Linked DNA regions of Ostrinia nubilalis: region 1 is linked to region 2. Evidence: chromatin contacts called from public Hi-C data. All regions are on one chromosome and are shown on one strand. The core of a region is the stretch at or near the end of the contact, and the rest is flanking DNA. Distances in the headings are between cores, read along the strand shown. Region 1 holds the start of LOC135078212. Region 2 holds the start of LOC135078246 (helix-loop-helix protein 1).

Region 1 (5,867 bases), core at 1,671-4,170, 140 kb after region 2:
GGCTATTAAATTCTTAATACAATTTAACTTCTTTCTTATGTTAATTAAGGTCATAGGTAGAAGTGACTAAAGATAACTCGGATGCATTTTCAAATGAGTTGTCGGTTACAATTATTTTCTGTTTACATGCAGTACTGTTCGAACGGTCTGCTATTTGCATAGTTGCAAGAAGTAGGATTTAACCATGTGTTAAGATTAAACTAGCATAATTAATAATAATTATAAACAAACAGTAACGAGAAGCGTGATTGTAGATGTATGATGAGGTTTTTAGGAGCAGTATAACTTCTAAAGTTTTATAATGTTTGTAGTCAGTACATAATAAAAGTATATAGTAAATTATTCTCATTTGTATGGATCTTTGTTAAATGTTTCGACTACCTGAAAGTAAAGTAACTACTAATTTACAAAATATTTGTGATCATAAAATTCTTATTTTTGAAGGAGTACTTATAAATAAACTCGTTAGAGCAGGGTCGAATTTTGGGGGGTTATCTATCTGATATCTATTGATAGGCAGAATTATGAAAATAACTACGAAAGTATGGATGTTGTGTATTTTATTCCTAGATATGCTTGATAATAAAGTCTTTTAAACTTTACTGTATATTTTATTTCATTGCATCCCATACGACAGGCTTTAAATCAGTTATTTTCGTCCATAGCGTTGACAAATTCGCCGTAAGTTTTCGCCGCGTGTTTGTAGTTTGCTCCGTACCGCGGCGGTTGCGCCGTGTTTATTTTCGTCAGATATTTTTCGTTTTCGGCCAGTTCGTTTTCGTTTTTGTTTTTATTGTCCGTGAGGCCAGTTTTGTCGAGTTTTTCTTTGACGGCGGCTTCGCCTTCCCGGCCTGCGGTCATGATGGTGATCTGTGGGGTGCTCATGGATGCCATGTGGTCCTTGATGCATTGCTGCAAGATGTGTAGGAAGAACAGGAAAGCTAGCAGCGTGAGCGCCGACATGGCCGCATTGCTTTTGTGTCCGCCGCCGTATGTGCTGCGAAAAAAAAAGATTTTACGAAATTCGTGAAAAAGGCAGTTTATAAATATTTTTTCTTTCTTTCTTCCTTTCAAATTTCAATTGCCAGGACCTTTGTTTAATAATTAATTATAATCTTAAAAAAATATCTTTTTAAATATTTGATTTTTAGAAAGTTTAACATCCGTTTGGATTTGTCCAGTAATTTGCGGACTTTTAAGACTCTAACTATTAATTTTTTTCCGGATTTTTTGGCCACAATAACTCATTATTTAACTTACTGTTTGGAAGAAGCCTCGACATGCCCCTGGGTTGGAGGCTCGTACGCGTATACCACGTGTGGGTCCGCTACGGGGGTCCCGTATTCTGCATACCTGTTTTAATAATTTACTTTAACGGCAAGTAAAAAATAAACTAATAAAACAAAAAACCACGACCCTAAAAAATGTAGTGAACAAAAAAAGAAAGAATAACACTACCCCTAGTGAGTGCGACATAAAATCTTTCTTCTACAAGGCGCTTTTACACTGCGCGGATATTAGCCAAGTCAAGTCAAAAAACAGCGGGGTGGGGATGAAAAATGAATGAATTTCATCCCCACTCCACTGTTTTTTTGACTTAACTAATTTCCGCGCAGTGTAAATCCGCCAACAGCGCTCACCATTTGGCGCCACTGTTCTAGCCATTCGTTTGCAAGTGCAAAAATATGACAGAAAACTTACGACAAAAATCCTAAACAAAAATGTTACATCTACATGGTATTCCAGTTTTGATACCGCAAAGTTCATTTTGCCTGACTTCGAAGTCTAAAGTTTGCATTTTGTCCAGATTATTCTACGCTCGTCTGGTTAGCGCTAACAATAACTTTTTGTTATTACAATAAAAGCTGAAAAAATAGTTTATTTGGAACTTCTGAAGGTGATAGATATTTTTATTCGGCCCATTTTACACGATCTAAGTCCCAAAAAGGGAGGATTTTCCTTTTAAATCTGTCTTAAATTTGACGATTTCGAAGACGATAAGCTTTTAGAAAAAAAAAAAGAATAAAAAAAAAAGATTGCAGACACTAAAATAATGAACGTCTTTCGAAGTGCTTTTTACTGTGGTAAAAAATAATATTAACTAGAGCCATTTTCTTCATGAAAAACGGCAGTTGTTAAAAGACGTCCAGTATTTTACATTTTATAGCGTTGCAGAACAACATCAATCAAGTCACTGGTTGCGGGTAAGTTTTGAGGTTCGTATTATTTTTTGTGATAAAAAATTATACAAAATTATTAACCAGAATATTATTGTGTCGTTTGCCTCCTAACATTGTCGCTTTGTATTTTTATTCGTTTATCGTTACGATACGCTTATCTGGACTTTTCTCTCATCATCAGTTTTAAAAACTATAAATACTTATTTAAATGTTTTCGCATAATATCAATAGCAATCTTAATTTGACATGGTTTGATTTTAATTTCTACTAATAGCACTTGTTTATAAAACACTATCAAACAACTGACCTGTTAATAAACTGCCTATTTCCCGTTTCTATTTGGAACAAAAACGTCTTGTCTTAACTTGACAAGCCTTGATGTAAATTTTACTACTTGCAATTGTTTAAAAAATACTATCAAACAACCCTATAACCTGTCAATAAACTGCTTACTCCCCGTTCCCATTTGGGACAATACACCGAAATTTAAATTTCTACCACTATCGTTTGTTTATAAAAAAAAGATACTATCAAACAACTGACCTGTCAATGATTTGCTTCTCGTTCCCATTTGGGACAAAACAGATCTGTCTTAATTTGACAATTACTTGTTTAAAAAACACTCAACTGACCTGTCTATAAACTGCTTACTTCCCGCCCCCATTTGGGACAATACACCGAATGTCATGTCGGATGGCAAGCGCACGTCCTGTCAGCCGAATGTCAAGGTTCCACTGCGCGCGCGCACGCCCCGGCGGGCATCCAGCGATCTACATTCTACACGCTCTACTTCGGCCCCTAACATGTGACATCGCTATAGCGGTATTTTCACCATTGTCATCTGCGATTTCGACAAATTAGAGCTTAACCTTACAGCAAACAAGCTGTACTTAACTTCTCGTTGAGATGATTACGGATTTAAGAAAAAAACAAATAATTTTTCATTTTTTTATTTCACATAAATAACATACACACACGGACGTCCCCATTCATTCGATCTCACAAAATATACAATACTAACTAGTAAGTGATATAAATAATAGGTATTCATACCATTCGTATATCACACAGAATTATTTTTACATCAGTCGTTAATTATCGAGAAACTGGCGGATTCATTGTTTCAACACAAATGCATTTAGTTGTGCCAATAACTGAAATTTAACTCAAAAAGTGACTACTGGACGGAATCAATATCTCCTGGATACATTTAATCTTTGTTTGCCTACTTATTAACTTCTAAAATAAGTTAAATAAATAAATAATTTAAATAAATTAATAGAACACTATGCTTGACGCGCTCTTAACCGATGGGATAAGTTTTGAGCACATTCCAATCATTAAGGCACCAATGTAGATTACCATTGTGTACTTAATTTCATTTATGTTTTAAACGAAATTCAGTACGCCGATAGCGTCAATTTTGACTAATCTACTGCTCACTGCAATATTATGTCTCTAATCACTGGAATCAATTGGATGTTTCTGTTGTTTCCAATTAGTTCGGATCTTGATAACATTAAATCGTTTATCACTGCTGCGTTGTTACTGCGTACGATTTGGCGGCGCGGAGAGGGTTAGACCTCGTTGCACTGGAGGTACATTTGGCGGCAGTCCACTCCCGCGCGGCCGCGGCGACCGGCCTCTGAGAACTCCTCGAATGAACCACCCGATTGTCTTTCCAAGACGAAACTGGCAGCGTATCTGTGAAAAAGAGAAAAAGATTGAAATGGGTAAACGCTGACTGGGATTATAAAATTCAAAGTGAGCAAGGCCAAAAATGAGCTTAATTCATTGCAAAAGTAGTCTTTCGTTGAAAAGAACAAGAACTGCTGAAATAGAGAGTCATTAAAGAATTTCAGGAAAAGAAACTATCAGAAGATAGAAGATGAAGGTCACTTACGTTCCAAGTTGACAGAACACGCTCTTGGGTCCGATGTCGGAGGAGCACTCATTGTTGGCATCGCAAACGTATTTCTGGAGGCACTTGTCGTCACTCGTGCCGAAGGATCGCACGTAGGTCTTCAGCATGGCGATACCTGCCAAAGCGGCGTCACTGACAGAGTCCTTGCGACCCATGGACCGGGCGGTCAGAGATCTATGGGAGAACGAGGTCTTCAGGGCATCCAGAAGATTCATTACGATGTTGATGAACTGAAAAAACAAACAGAAGTTCAAAACGTGAACTTATCACTGACAAAACTGAAAAGAAAACGATGTTTTTATTGCAATGAAGAATCAGTTAGACTTAGAAGAATGTTACCTGTTGGTATAGTTAAATGCATTTATGTATTGACTCATTATAAGGAGAAGGAAGGGTAGGTGGCGTACCTCTCCAGCCTGCTTTGCCATGGAGGCGACTTGGTCGGGGTCTTTTGCACCGAGCATCGTCGACAGTACCGCAGCCAATATACCCTGAAGCAAGCGAGAAGCGACACCATATCCATAACCGAATTTTACTATTTACATTCCATAAGACAGGAGTACCTCAAGAAATAAATGGATCTCGACAAGGAAGACTACCGTGAGGTATTCCGGTCGTAAGAACTTATTATTTTTGTCAATTAGGTTTCTATCAACTACCATACGGGGTTTAAAAGTACCTACAGGTGAGGGTCAACTTGCAAGGTGCTTTACACTATCGAAGTGACTGAAACTAAAATTATCTACATTATTGGATGTTAGTAAATCAGTATGGATAAATAAAATATTAATTGCAAAGTAAGAATAATTTATATTTATACAATAAAATCTCTCAACAATTCCTGTTTGAGTGCATTGGTCCTGATAGTCTTGTCATCGTTCATAACATGCTGAGAGGAGAAGGTAACGACGTGTAAGTGTACCTGCATGGGGGAAGAGCCATTGTCGACCTTGTCGATACCATCGCTTGAGGCGCCTCCGCTGAGGAAGGCGGTAAGGATCTTAAGGCCCATGGCAAAGAGGTTAGCCCAGGGGGACGGCGCAACCGAGTCGGTGTCGATGTTGTCACTCTTGTTGGGGCCCGTGCCGCCGGGGTTGAAGATCATTTGCATTATCATGCCTGGAAGAAGAAAGTAAAAATTATGAAAAATCTGAATTTTGGCGCCCAACATGGTGTTTTGGCCTCGAAGGACCTTTTACGACAAACAAAAATAAGAGAATCTCAAGGTTTTTAAAGAAGTCTAAATACAAACTTACCAAGCATGTTAGACCAAGAGAAGCCTCCGTCTGATATGGAGTTGGTCTGGATGTCGTCGAGGTCGTCTAGCGCGACCTTCTTCAGCGCGTTGGGTTTCTCCGCGTACTTGCGCTCCTGGGCAACCTCGTGCTCCTGGACTGGGTACGAGTTGCTGTAGTACTGTGGGTTTTGTGTCCGGACATTGCTGGTTGCCTGGAAACACGAGATTTTCAATTAAACATCAAGAAACCGATTGAATTATCAGATTATTCGGGCCATAAATCTTTTATTATCTTTATTTTTTAATTTTATTACAAGTAACGTCCATTAAACCTACACCTCTTTTTCTTTAAAGCAATTTCAACAAAAACAATCTTAACAAACTGAAGATTTTGTGTTCAAATCTTTACCTTAATAAGTTAAATAAAATATAGAATACGGTGAGTATAAAACAGTACTTGAAAACTTTAGTTACCTGTGATATTAATGGAACTTGTCGCGGGTACGCGATCGTCTGGAGTATCGTC
Region 2 (5,796 bases), core at 1,758-4,257:
GGATTCTGGTGCTGAAAACAACAACTTTTTATATTGGACCTACCTACTATATTAAAATCTCAAAATATAATGTCTTCGTGCTAATTAAACGATCTAACTAATATGAAAAAAAATTACCACTTAGGATTCGCTACCTCTGAAAAGTGAAAAGCGTCTAGCTTACCAGCCACTGAAACAAAAGCTGATTGCATGACAACATTATAACGGACTTTGAATGATAAATACTAATAACAAAATTCGAAAGTCACGACATAATTACAATGTAACATGTGTCTTTAGATGACGAATAATCCGCGCATTTAAATACTATCTATAATGCCGTGATATCGTATCGGGCAGTTAAGGCAGACAACGGGATTAGTAAACACCTGCACAGCCTAACGACAATATGGCATAGTGTTAATTACTGCAATAGTTTTTATGATAGTAAGTTTTTTTTTACGCAGGACAAGGAATTTAACCGCAATCGTACCTGGTGTTAAGTAATATGCAGTCTAGGATGGTACATATCTGCCCTGTATGTGCCTATTCACTCTCGCCTTGATAAGGCCCGGATTATAGTGTTCAGGAAAAACAGCAGCAGAGTTCTAGTTAAAGTTCCCAATACTTTTCAGTCAACCACTCGATGACACAGACATACCTACTGAAAGCTTTCAAATTGTTAAACAAATAAAATAAAAATATTTATTGGCTTTGTATTTCTTTTACAACCTAAGTAGAGTTTCAAAATCTTTCAGTATGTCCTACCCACAAAGCGATTGGTTTCATAAGCTTGCAATTAGAGTAGAAGGGGTACTTATTTCAGGTAATGTGCTCGACTACTGAACGGATTCAAATATACCTACAGCCATGGACCTATAAAAAAAGGCGGACGGAACTCGCGCTACAACAAAACTGTGACGCAAAATTTTGGCGTTTGTCTATTGTGTGAGTGAATTTAGGGATGCCATGTTAGCCAAAAAATTTTACCCATTTATTTTAAGAAAAACATAGATCGGCAGATGTTGGAAATGTAGACAGAATTATTCCGTGCCATTTTAAAAGGATGAAAGGTGAATGCGTTGAGGTAGGCGCGAAATTTTCAATGTTCAAATTTTCTTACATTGTTTGCAAGTCAGTGTGTCAGGGTATGTACATAATGTTGATTAAAAATGATTCACGCAGTTACAAATTACGAATCTTGTGTACATTATAATCATAATCTTATGCATCATCAATATATTACACCGGTCAACAAAAAAAAAATTTTTTTTTGCGCATGGATTTTACTTATTATATTCAGATTATACAGGGTGTTAGGTAAATGGGTATATGAGCCGACACTAGCCCATGTTAACATATGCATATAAATGGTCTGGTGAAGTCAGAAAATTGATATCATCATTTTAATTATTTTAATTTTCATACATATCTGATTTTATAAATTTTATTTTGTATGAACATTTAAAAAATTAAAATGATGATATCAAATTTCTGACTTCACCATACCATTTATATGCATATGTTAACATAGGCTAGTGTCGGCTCATATACCCATTTACCTAACACCCTGTATAAGCAAATTTATATAAAAAGTGCGATTACAAATCGAAAATATTTGCTTTTTAAAGAGTTATAGCGATTTGAATTTTCCATCTTCATAGAAGAATGTCTCTAAAGATGCACGTCACATTCTCATTGGGATATATTTATAGATAATTATGGGGGCTTATTCGCAAGAACAAGGGGCACGCTTTCATCAAAATATAGTGGGATTTGAGAGATGACGTTACCAAGGCCAGTAAACTGAAAGCATGATAGGGTTAGATTTTTATGAGAAAAATCTTCTATAGAACATGACAGGAAATTAGAACTTTTCATTTTTAATAAATATTTGGACTCTATTTTAAATTTTCTCTTGTGAAAATGAGTCTTAAATGGATGTTTGGTATGTTTTAATAATTAGAAAGAATGAAAGAAAGAAAGAAAAAAATACATTTGGCAACTAATTAAATCCTCTCTATGTTCATGTTTCATACATTCATTGATATGAATTTTTCTATTTTTTACACATAATAGCAAATTCAGAACAATTTTTTGTTGTTATTCTTATTTCTAGGTATTAAAGCAATAAAAATAAGCTATGCATAACCCGTGCGCAAAAATGCTGTAGACAGTTGTTATTATTATCTCTGAAAGATTTTTTTTAACATACAACCTGACACTGACTTGCAATCAATGTAAGAAAATTTGAATTTTGCAGTTCCACATTTTTGGGAAGGATCAAATTTGCCTATGAAAATATATCCCATTAAAACACAATTATTATGATAAATTATTTTATTTCCATAGTATGCGTAATAAATAACTAAAAAGTCCTAAAATTATTATTAATTTCCCTTATTTCGGGTAATTTTCCCACGTAAATAACTGAGAACACTGGTCTTTGACGTATTATTTTTTCGAGTGAATGACGTTTGATTTCAATTAATTTCAATATTTTAATATCGGGAAATAAGTGATTGGATTATTATTTTGCCTGTGAAATGTGATTCCTTAATTTTTGTTTGTTCGAACAGAACGGTTTTTACACAATTTCATCACACAAGACATGTCGTATTCGTGTTGTTTTTTCGCTGCTTAAATGTGTCAACTGTGTGAAGTTTGCACTCGAAGTGGTGTAACAGGGTGTGAATGTGTGCGTGCAGGCCTGTACGTACAGGCAAGCTGGTGTATCCTAATGTCACAGTATTTTGTTGATGAGAATCCGTCCGACTTTTTTTATAGGTCCATGCCTACAGCACAATACTTTAAAAAAAAATGACTTCGTTGTCGAAGTTCCGGGCTAAAGCTAACTCAATTTTGAAGGACATATTATTAAAACACGACCTCACTGCATCCTGCACCTCATCTTGTATCCTCCGCTATTTGCACAAGCGCCGCCCTCCGAGAGGGCTGGCCCGGCCCTCTGACGTCATATAACCGGAGGGATGCTGAGGGCACTCTCAGTGTGATCAGTGTGGTGAGAGGAGTGTGTGAAATGGTGCGGTAGTGTCATTGGACATTGGTGATAGTGGATTGTGGAATTTTTGAAAGAGAAATTTCAAAAGGTGTGGTTGCATTTGTAAATTACTTCTGTTTTTATCTTAAATTTTTTCCCTTTCTTCTCTTTCTGTAAAGTTATGTAATTATGCATTTTGGGGGATAATTTCTGGAACAAATTTTCCACATCTAATATTAAGTACCTAGTACCTATTTGAATCTTAAATAGAAGCAGGTAGAATCATAAGATTTGAAGATTGTGAGTAGTGTATAGCAGAAACCATTCGAAATCACTTATTATTAATCTAGGTGACTATGGAGAAGTAATAAAAATGTAATATTGTTTACTACGACTATGTTTATGTTGTAAGTATTGACTAAGGGTGATAAAGGCCACTCGTGATAATCCCCACAAAAGTAGAGCTACGAGTATATCCTCACCTCGACCAAATACTGGTGTTTAGATTTAAAATATAGTATCATAAAGTATGTATTCATTTTTATTGTTTCTCTACACAGCAGAGATATGCACTAAACACCAACTTGAAAAATACTAAAGTTACCATTTGAGTAAAAAAGTTTGCATAATATTCATTCTTCTGAACTTACCGCAACACAACACAAAAGTAAAAATTATATTTGTTTATACAAGATAATAGAGACAAATAACGTCGGAATTCACAGAGGAATGGAAGTGCCCACAGGAACGATAAGGAGAAGAAAGACAATTTAACAGATTTACATTCTCAATTGAAAATTAGAATGCAACCCACAAAGGTTACATCCATCTGATCCTGCCCTTCAAAGGACACTCAATGAATATCTTAAGAATACTCCAAGGATGCTCTGACCACGTCCTAACCCTTGACACGTTTGTTTTGATCCCAAATCTAATTGAACCACAAGAAGGGTGTATAAATAATAAGTTCGCACCTCCTAAGCGGGCCTTTAGGGGATAATAAATCCGTATTTATTCTTTTTATATCGCCCCCTGTGTAGTGGATGGGGTAATCGAATCACGATCAACCCGTATCGAATCCATTCGACTTGACTACTTGATATTATTGCTCTATGTCTATACATTATTAATTCTTACTGGTCTAAAACTAAAATTGCAAACCTTAAACTACCTAGGAACTAAAGTAGTATCTCTACTGCTTAAGTATGTCATAAGGGTTGATACCTACTCGTAGTGCATTGGGTAGTAGAGTCAAATTTTGAGCGACTATTTTATATTACGCACAGTGGCGGATTTACCAGCAGGTGGAGTAGGCTGAAGCCTAGGTCGGCAAATTTTAAGGGGCGGCAGATTTACTTAGTTCATAATTATTTTTTACATACACAAAGTAGGTACGTATTTCGGATATGAATATATCAATATTCGCTAGGCCAGTCAAATAAGATCCAACATCCTACGGGCGGCAAATCTGTAAATCCGCCACTGATTACGCATATTTTAAGAAACGGAACTTAAACCTTGGGAGCAAAAGAGTGTCTTAATTTTAAAGTGTACTTTTGTGGCAGCTTCACCATGAAGAGCTGGCTAGAAGCGACCGGTATGGAGGACTCTCTGCCCTGCATGCTGGCGGAACCCAGAGAAGCATTGCTGCCCATCACTGGCAGAGAGAACCTGGCACCAAGGAAGAGGTAGGGCACCTTACTTACTTATTACTAACTTTAGTAAAACAAAAAGTCTATGTTCTTAGACATAGGAACAATACGTATGCAGTCGTTTATCTTTTCAATACAATGAGCTGAGCACATATCTAGTAATTGACAAAATTAATACAGTGATACAGGCGACGTCACATGCACCTAAAGCTGAATACTGTAACATCTTATGTAGTTGTAAAAGTTGCTATTTGGCATAGGTAGGTAGTCTATATGCTTTCGATGCTGTTAGTGACATAATAATATGTAGGTGCCAACCAACTATTGTTGAATCTATTGCCTTAAAAATTGAAAGCAGTCGACCCTACAATTGAAACATAAACTTTGCTATAGGTAATTGCCACACTAATAATACTTGATTTTGATTCTTAATATTTTATTTTATTTATTTATTTATTTATTTATTATTCATTATTGAGCAATTACATATTTGATCCAAATAGCGTCCTAAATCCTCTTTAGGTTTGTCTCTTTAGGTTGTAAATAAAACGTGTTTATATCCGTTGTATAGTACCCATAGTACAAACTTTGCTTAGTTTGGGGCTAGCGGCGCAGTGTAAAATGTGCAAGGATTTATTATTTATTTATTCCTTCTTCACAGAGAAAGAACTCTCGAGCCCTGCGCCCTATCAGAAGAAGCGTACCTCTCCAGCGGGCCAGGGTCGCCCTGTGCCGGTCTATCCAGGGAAGAACGGAGGAGACGGCGACGAGCTACCCTGAAGTACCGCACCGCCCACGCCACCAGGGAACGGATCAGGGTGGAAGCCTTCAATGCAGCTTTTGCAGCTCTTAGGAGACTGTTGCCGACTCTGCCTCCAGATAAGAAACTGTCCAAGATAGAGATCTTGAGGCTGGCTATTTGTTACATTGCGTACTTGAACCATGTGCTGGAGGCTTGAGTATTATTGTGGTATCACATGATCTTATTCTTGAAAATTTTGGGAGGTTTATAATACTTTTTTTTACTTTCCAGACAGTCAAACAGCATTGTGAATGGGTCAAAGCTTGTATCTAAAAATCATTCACTAACACTAAACATTTAAACTTACTTGAATGAAAATGTTTTGTAATCTCAAATTGGACCTTTACTTGGTCGTTCAAATT

What was found. Hi-C and Micro-C count contacts between places; a contact is called where the count stands out from the background.
Region 1: a Hi-C map of whole larva shows a contact between it and region 2, with 3 times the contacts expected there. The contact joins the promoter of LOC135078212 here to the promoter of LOC135078246 in region 2. A contact is called at or near these places in 2 of 5 Hi-C or Micro-C datasets (whole body and whole larva).

The regions. Positions count from the first base shown.
Region 1 is chr14:14,205,810-14,211,676 of ilOstNubi1.1, forward strand. It overlaps LOC135078212, which reads right to left and starts at 2,921. Exons shown (of 3, transcript XM_063972797.1): 1 at 2,813-2,921; 2 at 1,261-1,353; 3 at 544-997. The coding sequence starts at 2,868. The coding sequence ends at 646. LOC135078210 reads right to left here. Exons shown (of 6, transcript XM_063972796.1): 2 at 5,816-5,867; 3 at 5,361-5,553; 4 at 5,027-5,223; 5 at 4,084-4,334; 6 at 3,115-3,884. The coding sequence ends at 3,758. It overlaps LOC135078213 (YLP motif-containing protein 1-like), which reads left to right. Exons shown (of 9, transcript XM_063972799.1): 9 at 1-602.
Region 2 is chr14:14,062,557-14,068,352 of ilOstNubi1.1, forward strand. LOC135078246 (helix-loop-helix protein 1) reads left to right here and starts at 3,008. Exons shown (of 3, transcript XM_063972847.1): 1 at 3,008-3,089; 2 at 4,546-4,668; 3 at 5,294-5,677. The coding sequence starts at 4,553. The coding sequence ends at 5,591.